2 separate regions of the Arachis hypogaea genome follow, and region 2 is linked to region 1. The links are chromatin contacts, called in public Hi-C maps. All regions are on one chromosome and are shown on one strand. Each heading gives the region's core, a stretch centred on a gene start, on an enhancer-like site or on the middle of the called end of the contact. The rest is flanking DNA. Distances are from core to core; before and after follow the strand shown.

The links. Hi-C and Micro-C count contacts between places; a contact is called where the count stands out from the background.
Region 2: a Hi-C map of leaf shows a contact between it and region 1, with 2.6 times the contacts expected there. The contact joins the promoter of LOC112772869 here to the enhancer-like site in region 1. A contact is called at or near these places in 6 of 8 Hi-C or Micro-C datasets (all in leaf).

The regions. Positions count from the first base shown.
Region 1 is chr3:10,760,124-10,767,962 of arahy.Tifrunner.gnm2.J5K5, forward strand. It overlaps the pseudogene LOC112789459. Among protein-coding and RNA genes, the nearest start is that of LOC140183062, 8.6 kb to the left of the region's middle. Within about 2 kb of position 4,703, at least 1 of the 3 cell types and tissues checked has open chromatin away from gene starts, as enhancers often do.
Region 2 is chr3:10,806,761-10,814,599 of arahy.Tifrunner.gnm2.J5K5, forward strand. LOC112772869 reads left to right here and starts at 3,459. Exons shown (of 3, transcript XM_025817875.1): 1 at 3,459-3,827; 2 at 4,008-5,790; 3 at 5,909-7,581. The coding sequence starts at 3,459. The coding sequence ends at 7,581. LOC140183715 (a long non-coding RNA gene) reads left to right here. Exons shown (of 2, transcript XR_011879531.1): 1 at 1-328; 2 at 456-629.

The DNA.
Region 1 (7,839 bases), core at 3,453-5,952:
CGGATTTTGGTGGGGCGGGGCAGGGATGGTCGGTCTGTCAAGCTGAAAATTTTTATTTATTTATTTTTATTAAATAAAAGAGTGATTACTATTATAAAATTAATAATTATAGAATTTTCAAACACTTATTTTTATTTTTATTTTTATTCTTCTTTTAGTTATTAACTTTGTTTATTTTATTTTATAATTTGGTATATTTGCTTAAATTATGTGACTTATTTTTTAAAATAAAGATGGTTCTATTGACAAATATTATTTTGAACAATTTTATTGAAGTTAAAAATTAAAAAAATATAGTGAAAAAATTATATTATAATTTAACTATTTTTTAATTGTATTTAATTTTTTAATTATTATTTTTTAGTTAATTTTAATGATTTTTTTAAAAAATAGTCAAGCAGGCTAGCCCGCCAATCCGTCATAAAAGCGGGGCGGGTTAGCATTCTGAACCCATTTTAGTTGGTAGAACGGGTCGGCCCGCTTTGCTATCCCTACTCAAAATCGTCAAATTTTTATTTTTTTTATTTAATTAATATATAGTTGGATCCACGGATTAATTTGGATTCCGCTCCTCCAGAACCGCTATCTGGACCAATTACTAGAGAGAGCCATTAGTTTGATTTGGTTTGGATTCGAACGGATAATCGAGTACCCATTATCCGTGCTTACCCCTAAATTTACGACGGAATCAATTATCATAAAATCAAGACCTTTACAAGTTCAACAATTTCATCATTTTAAATATTAATTTCATATATATATTATAAAAAAATAAAAGTCACATATATAATTACTCAAATGATACTAAATATATAAATTAATAAATTTTTGTATTTCGAATTAAATTAAATTGATAAATAATTTTTTTTATTTAAATAAAAAAATCTCTATTTTAATTAACATGCATTATAATGCAAGTAGATAAAAAAATTATTTTTTAGTGGTTAAAGAAATTATGTGATATTTATATGGTAATTAAAATGAGTCCAATAGCTCAGCTCCTTCCCACTTTAGCTACCTATCCAATCGACTACTACTTCTAGATGTTTTTGTCTTTTCATTTATGTTTCAAGGCTTTTTTTGTAACTCTGATACTCGCTACAAGACAAATTATAAACCTGCTACTTAAATAGCAATGTGCCAGTAAAATTGCTTGACACGTGAAAGTCTTCCAATAAAATAAACTTCCAATATATCCATTTTTTATATTATTTAATATTTTCATTATGTATTTGTACTTTTCCATTAGCATAAATGTTGCTCTTTTATGAAATGTTGTAACTTCTTGTTAATTAGCATAAGATTGGGCCTTCCTTGTTTTTAGTATTCAGGTTTGATGGGTCCAATTACAAATGCCACCTACCTCCTTTCTAATCCCACAGTTTCCATTTCTCAAGAGTTAGTAACTGCAACCTCAAAACACCCATTATTTTCAACTGCACACATCAGAGAAAAAAGAGAGAAAGGATGACAAAGAAAAGCTCAGTGCTGCATTCAAAACTCCAGGAACTCTCATCCATACTGGATGATCTGTTGCTGCATGCCCCTGATCAGACACAGTCCCATGAATCTCTCTCCAAAGACATAAAGAACAAGATTGCTTTCATTCGGAAATTGTTATCTGCTGAAGTTGCTTCCAATTCTCAATCACCATTGTCATCAAGTCCCCACCATCTGCACCACATTTCCGAGAGACTTGCCTCCTTGGAGAAAGCCTTTCATGCATGGAACACTCATCAGACACTGTCCCCTGAAGACATCAACATCGACAATGATTCTACCTGCTCTTGCTCCAATGATGAAGACGGAGAAGAAGAAGAAGAAGAGGTTTTTCATGATGATGTTGGCGACACTGACAAGGATATGGTGGAATTTCATGATGAGAGGGAGACAACAAAGGTTGGATTTGATAGGATCGCATCTTTTGCTAATTATGAAGATGCTAAGGAATTTTTTGAAGGTTCTTCTAGATTAAGGGTTGAGAGAAAAGAATTGGGAAGTAAGGAAGAAACAAGAAGAGGAGGCAATAGTGCATGTTATGCAAAAGCTTGTGGGTTTATGTTAGGGATGTTCTTGATGGGATTCATCATTCTTATTTTCTGTGGCTGTTTTGATCCTTCTGTGGAGCAACATAGTTTTGCAGCACTTCCAACTTAGCCAACTTCAATGGTATTCACATGAATTCTGTTGCATACAACTTACTTTTAGGATCTACTAGACTAGTCTTCTAATCAATGGTTTTGTAATTTGGATTATCTTTTAAACTTTGCAAGCATGGAACATGTCACAGAACTCAGAAGCACAACTGGCATCAGCTTAGTAAACTTATTAAATTGAAGCAACTAATCAACTAAATAGCCCTTGGATTGTGACTAAAATTTAAACTTAACTGTATTAACATCATGTTAAAGTCATTTTGAAATTCTTTTATGCTGCATTGCAATTTATATTATAGTTATTTCATTTTGATGCCTATTTTTGATGTAACGTGCTGCATTTTTTGTTTAATCATAGTGTTACGATGTTGTTTCTACCCTGGACTAAAAGGGTGTTAGCTATAAATTATTAAAGTTTATTTGTTTTTTCAATTTGACTCTGTTAAAAGTAGAAAGGAGCAATAGTTAATTTATTTGGGTTGAGAATTTTTCTACACGATCAAAATATCTTTTGATAGCTTTTTTTTTTTCTCCCACCATAATTTTTGTTGTGCCTGAGATTTATAAATAGAAAATAGGTAGTTTCTATTATGCTTAAGATCATGGTATTTATGATAATTTATAATTGAGTTATAATTTAAAAGTGTTGTTAACATTTTATAACTCAGAAATAATAAAATAAATATATACTTTTTTCTATTTCCTTCAAGGAGATGCAAGAAATGAAAAACATTATACTTACTCAAGTTTTCAGGTCATGAAAAATTATATAATTCTACCTACTTTAACATGGATGTGCCATGTTTGTATGCAGGGGTGACAAAACTCCCCTGGAATCCGCACTGCTATTGCCCCCTATTGGAAATTTGAAACGGAGAATATTTCTATGGAAAAATTAGTGTATGAAAAGAATAAATAGTATATGAAAGGAATAAATATAAGAAAGATAAATTTTTGGCACTATGAATTTGTTTAGAATGTTGGGAATTAGAAATTATTTAAGAGTTGAAGTTTTTTTTTTATTTATTTTGAAACAACTAAAAATACATTATTTGGATTCCTTTAAAAAGTCCAATTCTCATTTTTTCTTTATTTATAAGTCGGATAAAAAATAGTCTAATTTGCAAATTAACTCTCGCATTCTTTAAATTTAAATTCTATTCTTCTAATATATTATAGTCATTTTAAATTGTGGAATTAAATTTCAAATAAAAATATTTTTTTTAAAAAAATAAATTTTTTTCTCATATTAAATAGATGTTTTATTTATTTTTTTTAAATAATGAAATCAACAAAAACAATAATGAAATACCACAAAAAAGACAAAGATAACAAGAACATAAATAAAGACACTAGAGACATTGAACTCTTTTTTTTTGTTTGACACAAAAAAAAACAAATATAGATTAATAAAGATTAATCTAATACCTGAAATTTGATACAAAATGATAAGGAACAAGAGAGTAAACAAGAAAATAAGAATTCAAATAGAATAAAAAGATACATTGAAATTAAAATAAAAAAATAGATTGAAATTAAATACAAAGAGAATCACCTACTTTCTATCTGATTTTCTCAACCTAACTTGTTTACGCCATAGTTTGAAAATTGAATCGAAGGAACTACTCAAACTTCTATCCATTCCCTAATGTAACAAGAGAGAGACTCATTCAACCTCACTTGTCCACAACATGGTTTCATCACGAAATCAAAATGAGGGTTTTTACACCTCTAATTGTCTAATATTTGAATGACAACTACAATAATTTATAAAATATTTTTTGTGTGTGTAAAAATGGAGCCTGAGCCCAAAAGAATATTACACAACTGAGATTATCCGGGACATTGAAATCCTTTTTACATCATCATTAAGCTTACGAATCAGTTCATCTGAACAAACATCAATAAATCTAAAGTCAGGTTGACAATGAGTGCTTCTCTTAGCTAACCATTCGACGTATTGATTAGCTTCTCTATATATTTTCCTGAAAGTTAGCTGTCAAGGCCTATTCTTGTATTCCAAAACTTTTATAAGGATCGCTCCCTGCTGTTGTTCTTCATAATCCTTGCTGATGCAATCATATATTTCTTGAGAGTCCATTTCAACAATGATTCTTCGAACCCCAGCTCCCATACAAGCTTTAGCCCATAGAACACACTCCATAATTCTGCGAGACTTGCTTGGCATGATCCAAGATTATTGCTAAAACCCGCCAACCATTCCCCTTGGTGCGTTCGGATAATCCCTCCACAGTCAGCCTTCTCTTCATTTTCTATGGCTGATCCATCAACATTCAATTTAACCCATCCTCTGTCAGGTGGTTTCCAACCAACATTAACTTGTATGTCTTGTCATGTGTGCTCAACAAATTTATTCTTTATGAAAGCTCTCCTACAGTTTGATGCATACTCTTTAATAATTTGTGTTACTATCATAGGTCGTGTATTCGGAGCTTCAAACACTTCTTTATTCATTACCACATCCACCAACAAGTTGATATAAATATATCTAACCACGGGATAGTAGTAGATGTCCCGATGTCATTATGGATATTGAAGTCAAGCCATACTTCAAAAGGGGTAGTGAAAAATAGTGATCTCAAAGTAGGGGTCATAAATTGGTTCCAAATAGGTGAAGCTTTTGGATAATCTCTCATGACATGAAGAGTGGTCTCCTCCACAATTGGGCAAGCGTGACAGCAGCTAGAAGCGCCCAAAATTCTTCCACTCCTTGCAGCAGTGAACAGCCTATTTCGACTCATAAGCCACATAAAAATTCGCATTCTTTCTGGTCCTCTCCATTTTCAGACAGTGCTCCATAGTTTAGAGGGTTGCTTTGTTGTTGTGTGAGGGTCTTTTATAGCCAGTAGCTATAGTGAAAGTACCACTTGTTGTTAAGCTCCATCCCAAAAAATCCTCTCCTCCATTCTCATTAGGCGGTAGTATAGCTCTTATTTTTTTAACTATACTTCCTGGAAGTATGTTGTTCAAAAGGTGTAAATCCCAATCTCCATTATTATCTACAAAATCAGCAACTTTAGTCATATTCATAACATTAGGAGGGGTATCTTCCACCATAGTTCTCAGCTGTAGGGTTCTTTTTATCCATCTATCATTCCAAAAATTAACACTTCCTCAATTTTCAATGTTCCATATCAAAAGGTTTTGCATAACCGGCCAAATTCTAGATAACTCCTTCCATAGTAGAGAATCTGAGGCTTTGGCTATTAATCCTTGACTGCAGCACCGATGCTTTGCATACTTTTGAATAAGCACCTGTCCATAGAGTATTAGGATCCCATATGAGCTTCCAAACTAGTTTGATGAGAAAAACATCATTCATTATTTGAAGCTTCTTGAACCCTATTCCTCCTTGCTTCTTGTTGTGATAGAGAATCTCCGAGCTTACATGATGCTTTTTTTTTTCGTTTTGAGTTTTCCCCCAAACAAACTTTCTTTGGATTTTCTCTATTTCACGCATACACCTTTTGAAATTCTGGTGTGTTGCATATCATAATTGGCCATTGGTCCAAGGACAAATTTGGCTAAGATAATGTGCTCCGCTAGTAACAAACATTGGATTTTCTACCTCTTTAGCTTACTTTGAACTCTTTTAAGTACATTCTAAGAATTCTCTCCAAATACACCTGATATAAATGGATTCACATTATACAATCAGCAAGGAAAGCCACAAATGATGGATATTTAACTTTGAACACCGCTCATCCTAATCAAAGTACGCAAACATTAATATAATAACATTTGATATTGTGAACAGAACTTTCACAATTGTACAGTCATTAATGAATAATGATTGAATCAAATACCTTGTACAATGTTGCAAGAAAATGTTAACATTGCGGTCCTGCAGCTGCCAATAATGTGCATGTAAGAGCAACAGATAAAGCTTGCTCAAGGGCTTCCTCATTGATCTTCCTACAATAAAGAATACACCAAGTGCATACGTAGAAAGACACAAGGATATCAATAAATTCAGACAAAAAAGACTGAATGCAACATACATACTCATCTCCTATTTGTCTTTTTCTCAATTTGAGACATATCATAATATCGCAAAGCTGCTTCCAAGAATTTCCTCTTCAAATCTGAGATCCTTGCATACCATACTGAGAGGTAAAAAAAATTGGAAAATAGAGAATCAGATCTATCAAGACTCAATGAATTCATGGATCATTAAGCTAAGTCATCTTTCACAGCCATAAGTTTTCAAACCTTATACTGCAAATTCAGTGCTGACTATTGCTAACCAAAAATGATGCTTTATTAATAAAAGCTTCAGCATGGACAGCATCATCATCCTGCCAAAAAAGGGTAGATTTTAATTGAAGACTTTGCTTTGCAAAAATAAATAAATGATTTTTCCATCAGTAACAAAGACAAAAAGTGTAGTTAGAAAGGACGAAACATCCCTATACTTACAGAAGTTAAAATAATAATGTTCATATATATGCAAAACATAGAACTGGAATTGCAATGGACAGTATATAACGCTAAAAATTATAGATAATATAGTATTGAATACTTGTGCTCTTCCATGTTTTGTTATGACTATCCTATATGGCATTTCTTTTTTAAAAAAGAAAAAATTGATAAAAGAAGGATATAACTAAGACAGAGAAAAATAATACAAGAGATCCTCCTAACAAGAGCCAAAACAAACAAAAGAAAAGAAAAAGTCAAACACGGTCTTAGAAAAAGAACCATCTAATAAGGATTTCCTTGCAAAAAATATAAAATCATAAAATTAGTCAGGAAGGAGTGTGTTTCTTATTTGGTGCTGAAACAGAAACACATTATTTCACACAAGCAAATAAACTTGGTGGCAAGAAATTTTCTAAGACCGCATTCCTGATGATTGACATAACAATGAACTACCATAGTAATAATTACGTTGTTGAATGCATATCCAAACAAGTGACTCTAGAAGCAAAAAGAGTGATTTTCCTCTTCTCCTTCCCACCATCTCAGGACAAGTTATACGATTGTTCAGAATAGCACAAAACAGTGAGTAAAAAATCCTCTTTATCCAGTAAGTATTTTTGGTTTGCAGAATTTACCCATCAAACAAGATACTTATGGAAAAAATTAAAAATGATTGCTAGCAAACAGGGGATTACAGAAGCATGTTTCCTGCAAGATAAAGCTTTCCATAAACAACAGTTATACACTACTATTAAGTAAGTAGGATACAATTTAAAGTCTCCTATTGCAGAATGCGTAAATTTAAACCTGCTCTTCAAAGGACACAACGCGAGGCTGAATCTGCGCAAGGGTGTAATGTGCAATTTCTTTCTTGGTCTCTGGCTGTAATCTTCCCAACTCGAGCAAAAGTTTGTAACAGCTGCCGCGACACTACTAATGGGACATCATCCAATGACACTACAAAACCAAAAACATCAAGATTATCAAGAGCTTGAAATTGAGGAAAGCAAATAAATCCCTAGATTAACAAAAGAAAAAAAGAAGTTATGGGGCAAGGAAAAGAAACTGAACTGTGGTCAATAAATCTCCTAGCCTGAACAATGTCACTGGAAGAAATAACAGCAGAAAGGATGTGCTTTTGTACTGCATTCCCCTCTGTCTTTTGCCTCTGGTCTGTAATGGCAGAAGCATTCCCAAAAGCACTCTCCATCACTGTTTCCTCATCATCAACAACAACTAT
Region 2 (7,839 bases), core at 2,209-4,708, 45 kb after region 1:
CGGGAGAGAAAAATCACGTTTAGACTGTCTTAGTAGTTTGTGACATATAAGACAAAATACATGTAATTTCCATTTACACACATGCCCCTTTCTTCTCTTGTACCTGTGCCCTGTGTTGTCATCGGGGTTGCTCTACTCCTACTCCAACAGTGACCACCCTCCACCGCCTTTCCACCCTTCTAAGCTTTCATTCCAACCCCATTTCTCCATTTCTCTCTCCATCATTATCAACTGACTTCACACAACAGAACAAAACAACGTACCCAACCCATTACAGTGTTTCCTGGGTTCCGATTCTTACTAATGAAATCAAATGGTGAATCAAACGGTAAAGATCCAGCACCTGATTTGTCCACAACTGGGTTCTCTCAGTCTCCTGTTGGAGTTTGGTTCTCATTTGTCAACCATTCTCCTTAGCCTTTGTTGACTCATTTTTCTTTATTTTCAATTGGAAGGTTTAACGCTGCATGAACTGAATTTGGGGAATTGGTGGCAGGGGTCTAGGAATACAGTCAACAGTTACAATTGGTTGCAAGGGTTTAGTCAGCGAAATGTGAGCAACTAAAATCTTTACATGTATTTCCATCCGTAACGAACCCCACACTATAAAACCCCCTCCTTTCATCTCATGTGGTGCATTCATCTCACCAAATATCTCCCTCTCCATATCTACCACTAAATTTCTGTAGGGGTCTTTGTGCTTCACAGTTTTTATCATTTTAATCTTTTAAATTCAAAATTTATTGCACTAATTCTCGACATCTAGTTTTTGGACACTATATTGGTCTCTAAACTCATTCAGGTATTGAATAAGTGGACATAGTGTTGAGTTGGCTCTAATTCATCATGTTGGACACATAGCTAAATGACGTTATTTTATTTTGGTGGTTAAACAGGTAAAATAAGGGTGTTTTGGAAAATGATAAAAGATAAAATAGTTTGTATATCATATAAATTCTTTTTCATTTTTTCAGTTTTCCTTATTTAAGCGTTAGAATGAAGATATACAAATTCTTTTTCATTTTTTCAGTTTTCCTTATTTAAGCGTTAGAATGAAACGACACCATTTATCCCTGTGTCAAGTGTGGCAAATCAGAGTATACTCAACACTCCGTTTGTCAAATCAGCGTCCAGGAACCAATATGTTATCGGAAATAAATATTGAAGATCAATATAAGGAATTTTGGATGTAAGGGACTAAAATGATTAAAATTGTGAATCTGGATGACCACTTGAGAGATTTAGTCCTATATCTACTCTTATTTTTCATTTTTTTTTGTTATGATAACTAAAACAATTGTTTTTGGATAGACAATAACTTTTGTAAACAATGTGAATAATGAGCTCTATAATTGACCTAATAAAGTAAAAAAATACTAGTTAAACAAAATAGCCACTTTTGTACCACTTAGGGTTTTTCTCTGAAATTCTTGTCTGTCTACAAACGCCGACTATATGCGAGGCGGCTTCGTTAGGGGGGCTGCGGCATGACCTCATAATCCAAAAGAGGAAAATAGGCAGCAGGGAGACCTAAATCCCAGAGAAGTAAAAAAAGGAAGGAGGTCGAAAGTAGAGGGTGCCATTGCAGGGGCAAGGAAGCTGGTACCAAGAGTAGAAGAATGGATGGAGGACGGCTCAGAGGCTGAACGACAGCTAGATGGAGATCAACCAGACACAAACATGGAAAGAGATCAAGACAAGATTTCTGGAGGATCTACATATCAGAAGACCTTTGCAGAAACTGTGAAAATAGGGACTAGGACTGCCATAGTCACTCAAGAGAAGGAAACAAATGAGGATATAGAAACTGCGAAAGAAGACAGTGATGCAGAAAATGCGGACGACATCACTCTAAAGAGGATGCCAGATGGACTTTACAATCTCATCATAGGAGAGCGTGTGAAAAGAGAGCTTTGTAACGAATGGTGGGAGACACTCATAGTGAAGCTCATAGGAAGGAGGATCACTCTGGCGGTCATGAAAAGGAGACTTGAAACAATGTGGGCTAAAAGAGGAAGCTTAGAAGTCATTGACTTGGGAAATGAATATTTTTTGGTGAAATTCTTCAATGGAGAAGATCTGGACTATGCACTCACAGAGGGGCCGTGGAAGATTTTCGACCACTACTTGACGGTAAGGCTTTGGAAGCCAGAGTTTGATCCCATGAAGGCATCCATTGATAATATCGCTGCTTGGGTACGGCTCCCGGGACTTCCCATTGAATATTACAATCGCACTATCTTGGAGAAGATAGGAAACATCATTGGTCGCACTCTGAAAGTAGACTCAAACACTGCGGAGGTCTCAAGGGAAAAGTTTGCAAGAATTTGTGTGGAAGTAGATTTAGAAAAGCCCCTGACCACGAACTATATGATTAATGGAGTGAAATATGCCGTGGAATATGAAGGAGTGCACTTAGTGTGTTTTGCATGCGGAAGAGTAGGACATGATAAGGGAGTCTGCCCAGAATCAAAAACGAAAAAAGATGGGACAGAGAATGGCGGTGGACCAGCAGGTGCTGAGGAAGAAGGGGAGGGCACTTTGGGGAATATAGTAAAAAACAAGGGTAAAGGAGTCATTCTAGAGGAAGAAGGACAATATGGTCCATGGATGCTTGTGCAAAGACAAACACGTGGCCGAAAATCTGTTAAAATTGGAGAGAATGGGAGTAGTGGTAGTGGTGCGCCAGGACAGGGAGTGGGTGCTGGAAGAGCAGGGAACATTTCACGCTTTGCAGTGTTGCAGTCCGAGGAAATAGATCCCAAGGACGATGGTAATCAGGAGGGTCCACACAATCACACAGAAACAGAGAAAAGCTTAATGGAGGTCACTCACAGGAAAAAGGATAGACTACAAGTCTGTAATAACAACAATGACCCACATAAGACACTTATCCAGCCACTAAAAAAAGCCCAACAAGAACCAAGCTCTTCACAACCTTTGCTTAAAGCCCAAAACCTGCCAGGAAAAGAGTTGTCAAAATCTTTGAACCAAACACAATCTTAACCTTCGAACTATAATAGGAACCTTATTCCGACCCAGCACACCCCATCCACGACCCTTTTAGAGCCTAACCCAGAGCCAACTAATCCTAACCACCCTATGGAACTCAACTCAAACAGGCAAACTGTTGACTATCACCAAGAAAATTGGGCGAATGTATGCCCCTCATCGCAAAACAATGATTCGTAAATGATACTAGCTACCATGGCTGGTAAGGAGGAAGAGAAACCCCCTGACCCTAGAAGGTTGGACTTTGGTTCCGGTAAATCCAGTTAGCTAGTGGAGGCAGTGTTGCAATGTGAGGAAGCCATGGACTTGAAAGGAATGCAGGTAGAGAATGACACTCCACCTCAAGTGGAGGATATGCAGATTGTGTAATGGGCCTCATGGCCTGTAATAATTGGGACCAAAGCCCAATCTTGTCGAGTTGATTCTTTTCTTTAGTGGTCGAAACCATGATTGTGTTTGCATGGAATGTGCGTGGAATTGCTAATAGAGCAACTGTTCGAGCTCTTAAGGAATATAGGAGAATGTATAGACCAGACTGCTTCTTCTTGTTTGAAACCCGATGTAGTGGAGAAAAGGCAAGGGAGGTTATCCGAGAGTTGGGGTTCCAATTTGCTGTGGTGGAAGATGCGGCGGGGTTTAGCGGAGGTATATGGGTTCTTTGGGAAGATGCCAATCTGGATATAAGATTAAGGGAATCCCATCATCAGTATATCCACCTGAGTGTTGATAGAGTAGAGTGGGGGAGCTGTCTATTGACCGCCATATATGCAAGTCCTCAAGAGAGGCACAGAGCTACTTTGTGGAAGAAACTTCAGGTAATTGCTGACTCAATTTCTATTCCTTAGTTACTATTAGGGGATTTTAACGTCATAGCTGATATTGAGGAAAAGAAGGGAGGAGGAAGAGATAACCCAAGTGCCTGTAGAAGATTTCGATCTTGCATTAGTAGGTGTAAACTGATTGATCTGGGATGGATTTGAGCCAAATATACCTAGAAAGGAGGGGAGCGTGAGGGGCAGAACAAGGTGTTCAAGAGACTGGATAGGGGTCTTGCTAATATTGAATGGAGAACAACCTTTCCTGATGGCCGCATCGAAGTTTTGCCTAGAGTGAGGTCTGATCACCACCCCTTGTTAGCAAGATTTGTACCATCTAGAGTAGATGTTGGTGAGAAACCTTTCAGATATGAAACTATGTGGGAAACTCACCCAAATTTTAACCATTATGTAAAGGAAGCCTGGCCAAAAGAGCAACAACTCCCTGAGGCGCTTAGCACCCTCACCCACCTCTTAAAGGAGTGGAATAAGAGTGTGTTTTGTGACGTTAATAGGAGAAAAAGGAGGGTAATGAGAAGACTTGAAGGCATTCAACAAGCTAGGGAGTATGGACGTATTCCGTTTTTCGATAAATTGGAAAAAGAGCTTACGGAAGAGCTAGAACTAATTCTTGAACAAGAAGAAGTGATGTGGCAGCAAAGATCTAGACAAAAGTGGATAACTGATCGGGATAGGAACACACGGTTTTACCATTTGAAGACCGTTCAAAGAAGGAGGAAGAATAGGATATGTAAATTGAAAGGAGAGGATGGAAGATGGTGCGAAGATATGGAGGATCTGAAGCATAAGGCCATCTCGTATTTCAAAAGAATTTACAACAAAGATTGGATGGAGGAGCCGATTAAAATCACAGGTGGAACTTACCCTCCGATCCATGAGGATGATGTAAGAAGGTTGAGTGCACCCCTTTCAAATGAAGAAATAAAGGCAGCTCTTTTCAACATTGGATCTTTGAAAGCCCCGGGAGAGGACGGTTATCCAGCACACTTCTTTAAAGAACAGTGGAAAGTGATAAGAGAGTCCTTTATGGAATTCATACAAAAGTTGTGGCAGGATCCTAGCTCTGTCAAACTTGTTAATCAAACACTAATAGTTCTCATCCCAAAGATTCAGCAACCAGAATATTTGAAACAATTTCGGCCTATAGCACTATGTAATGTGGTGTATAAGTGCTTATCAAAGATAGTAGTCAATCGAATAAAACCAACATTGGTCAATAGAATAGCACCATTTCAGTCCAGTTTTGTTCAAGGGAGACTCATTCAGGACAATATAATTATTGCTAAGGAAATGGTCCATGATATGAAGAAGATGAGAGGAAAGAAGAAGTTCATGGCGATAAAGGTGGACTTCGAAAAAGCATACGATCGGCTGAGATGGGACTTCATTTTAGATTGCCTCCATGAATTTGGGATACCTCAACAACTTATAGACATCATTATGTGCAGTGTGACCTCTGTTTCTTTTAAAATTCTTTGGAATGGCTGCAAGACGGAATCCTTTGAGCCTTGTCGTGGTTTACGACAAGGAGATCCAATATCGCCATATTTGTTTGTTATTGCAATGGATAAATTATCCCAAGCGATAGAAGAGAGGGTACAATTGGGGGTCTGGAAACCCATGGTGGCTGGGCGCAATGGACCTTCAATTTCACACTTACTCTTTGCAGATGATTTGCTGCTCTTTGTGGAAGCTTCTGTTGAACAGATTAGAATAGTAAAACAAGTTCTTGAGTTGTTTAGGAGATCTGCAGGCTTGAGAGTGAGTGAGACGAAATCCTCTATTTATTTTTCAAAGAGTGTAAATCGACAGGAGAGGGAGGCCATCACAGCAGAAGGAGGGTTTGAGGAAACGCCTTCTCTTGGCAGATACCTTAGCGCTTTGATTATAAATAGCCGAAAAGGGAGGGACAGATTCAAGACCACCTTGGAGCGAGTTGCAGGTAAATTACAGGGATGGAAAGCCTCATGCCTCTCATTTGCCGGGAGGGTAACTTTTAGCCAAAGCGGTGATAAGTCCTGCTGTTAATTTTGATATAATGCATTCCTCTATACCAAAAGGGGTGTATAGGAAATTAGAAAAGATGCAAAGAAGTTTTATTTGGGGAGAAGAAGAAGGACAAAGAAAGATGCATGCAGTGAGCTGGAAACAACTTTGCAGGGGTAAGAACAATGGAGGTTTGGGCTTTAGGGATCTTACTAAAATGAATGAGGCCTTCTTATCAAAGGTGCTGTGGAGACTCATAACAGATAAAGAGGCTCTATGGGCAAGAGTGTTAATCAGTAAATATGGTAGGCAGTTGGACTTAGTTCATGACATGCAAGCAGTTTCCTCAGATTCGATTTTGTGGAAAGACTTGACAAAAGTGGGAGAATTTGTCCGTAAGCATGTCCGCTTTTCAATTGGAGACGGATCTTCGACCCTGTTCTGGAAAGACCGATGGTTGAAAGATGAAAGACCTCTATTGAACCATGTTAGCCAAGTAACCATAGATATGAGGGTGAATATGTATGTGAGCGAAGCAGTTAGAGAAGGCAACTGGAATTACAGTCTACTCCAAAATTTCCTTGAGGAGGATCGACTGCAAGAAATCAGAGCGCTATTTCCCCCTGCTCCAGAATTAGGGAGGGACTCACTCAAATGGGACCTCACTCATGATGGCAATTTCACCGTGGCAAGCGCTTATAAAGCTCTTGCAAGGTGGGAGGAAGGAAATGACGATATCTGGAAGCTAATTTGGCAATGGCCAGGACCAGAGAGAATAAAATGTTTCATATGGCTGGAGGTGCATAGAAGGATCATGACAGCACAAAGGAGGAGGCAAATCTTTGGGACAAGCGATGAATGCCATGCCTGTCCAGGAATAGTGGAGACATTAGAGCATGTTTTGAGGGACTGCAGCAGAGCATCACAGGTTTGGTCCAAAACAATCCATTACAGCCACATTCAACCTTTTTTCAGAGCTCCTTTTAATTTGTGGATTAGATGGAACCTTGCATCTGATCTTGGAATTAACAAAAATGGGAAGTGGAGAACCCAATTCATGGTCACCTGCTGGTGGTTATGGAGATGGCGTAATAAGGAAATTTTTACGGCACATTTTCATAGACCAAGAGAGCCAGTGGAGTTTATACAAAAATACATCCATAATATAAATGAAGCCTTAAGAATGAAAGAAGTAAGGAATGAGAAGAGGGGGTGGATGGAGAAGCAGATCGCATGGATCCACCCTCTTGAGGGCTGGACAAAAGTTAATACAGATGGAGCAGCAGACCATGAATCAAAAAAAGCAGGGTGCGGGGGCTTAATTTGTGACCACTTTGGGAGATGGGTGGCAGGATTCAAAGCCAGCGATGGAGCCAGTAATTCATTTCAAGCAGAATTATGGGGCATAACCCATGGATTACAGATGGCATGGGAGTTGGGATTAAGAAGAGTTATAGTAGAATCAGATTCCCAAGCAGCAATTCAAACTATACAAGATGCAGAAAAAGCAAAAAATCACCCGGAAACACTAATTAGACACATTTACAATCTTACAAAGAGAGAATGGAGCTTGAAATTTTCTTATACCTATAGAGAAGGAAATCGTGCTGCAGACTCTTTGGCTAAAGAAGGAAGAGATTGGAATGCAGGATTTACATTTTTGGATCAGCCTCCAAGTAGGCTTCAGCTTATTTTAGATGAAGATGGTCGTGGGGCATGTTTACCCCGAACAGTAATTGTTAGATAACTTGGGCCTTTGGCCTCCAGCTTACCAAAAAAAAAAAGTAAAAAAATACTTCACTTCCCAAATTACCTCCTAAACCTTAACATTAGGATAATCATCTGCACATCTAGTCATTGTTAACTGTGCATGAGTAAATCGAATAAAAAATAATTATTCAATTAAAAATAATGAACATAATCTTCTGCATACTTCTTGAATTGAACATCTGACATATCCATTGTTAACATAGTTTAGTATTCTCATTGTTTACCTATACTTTTC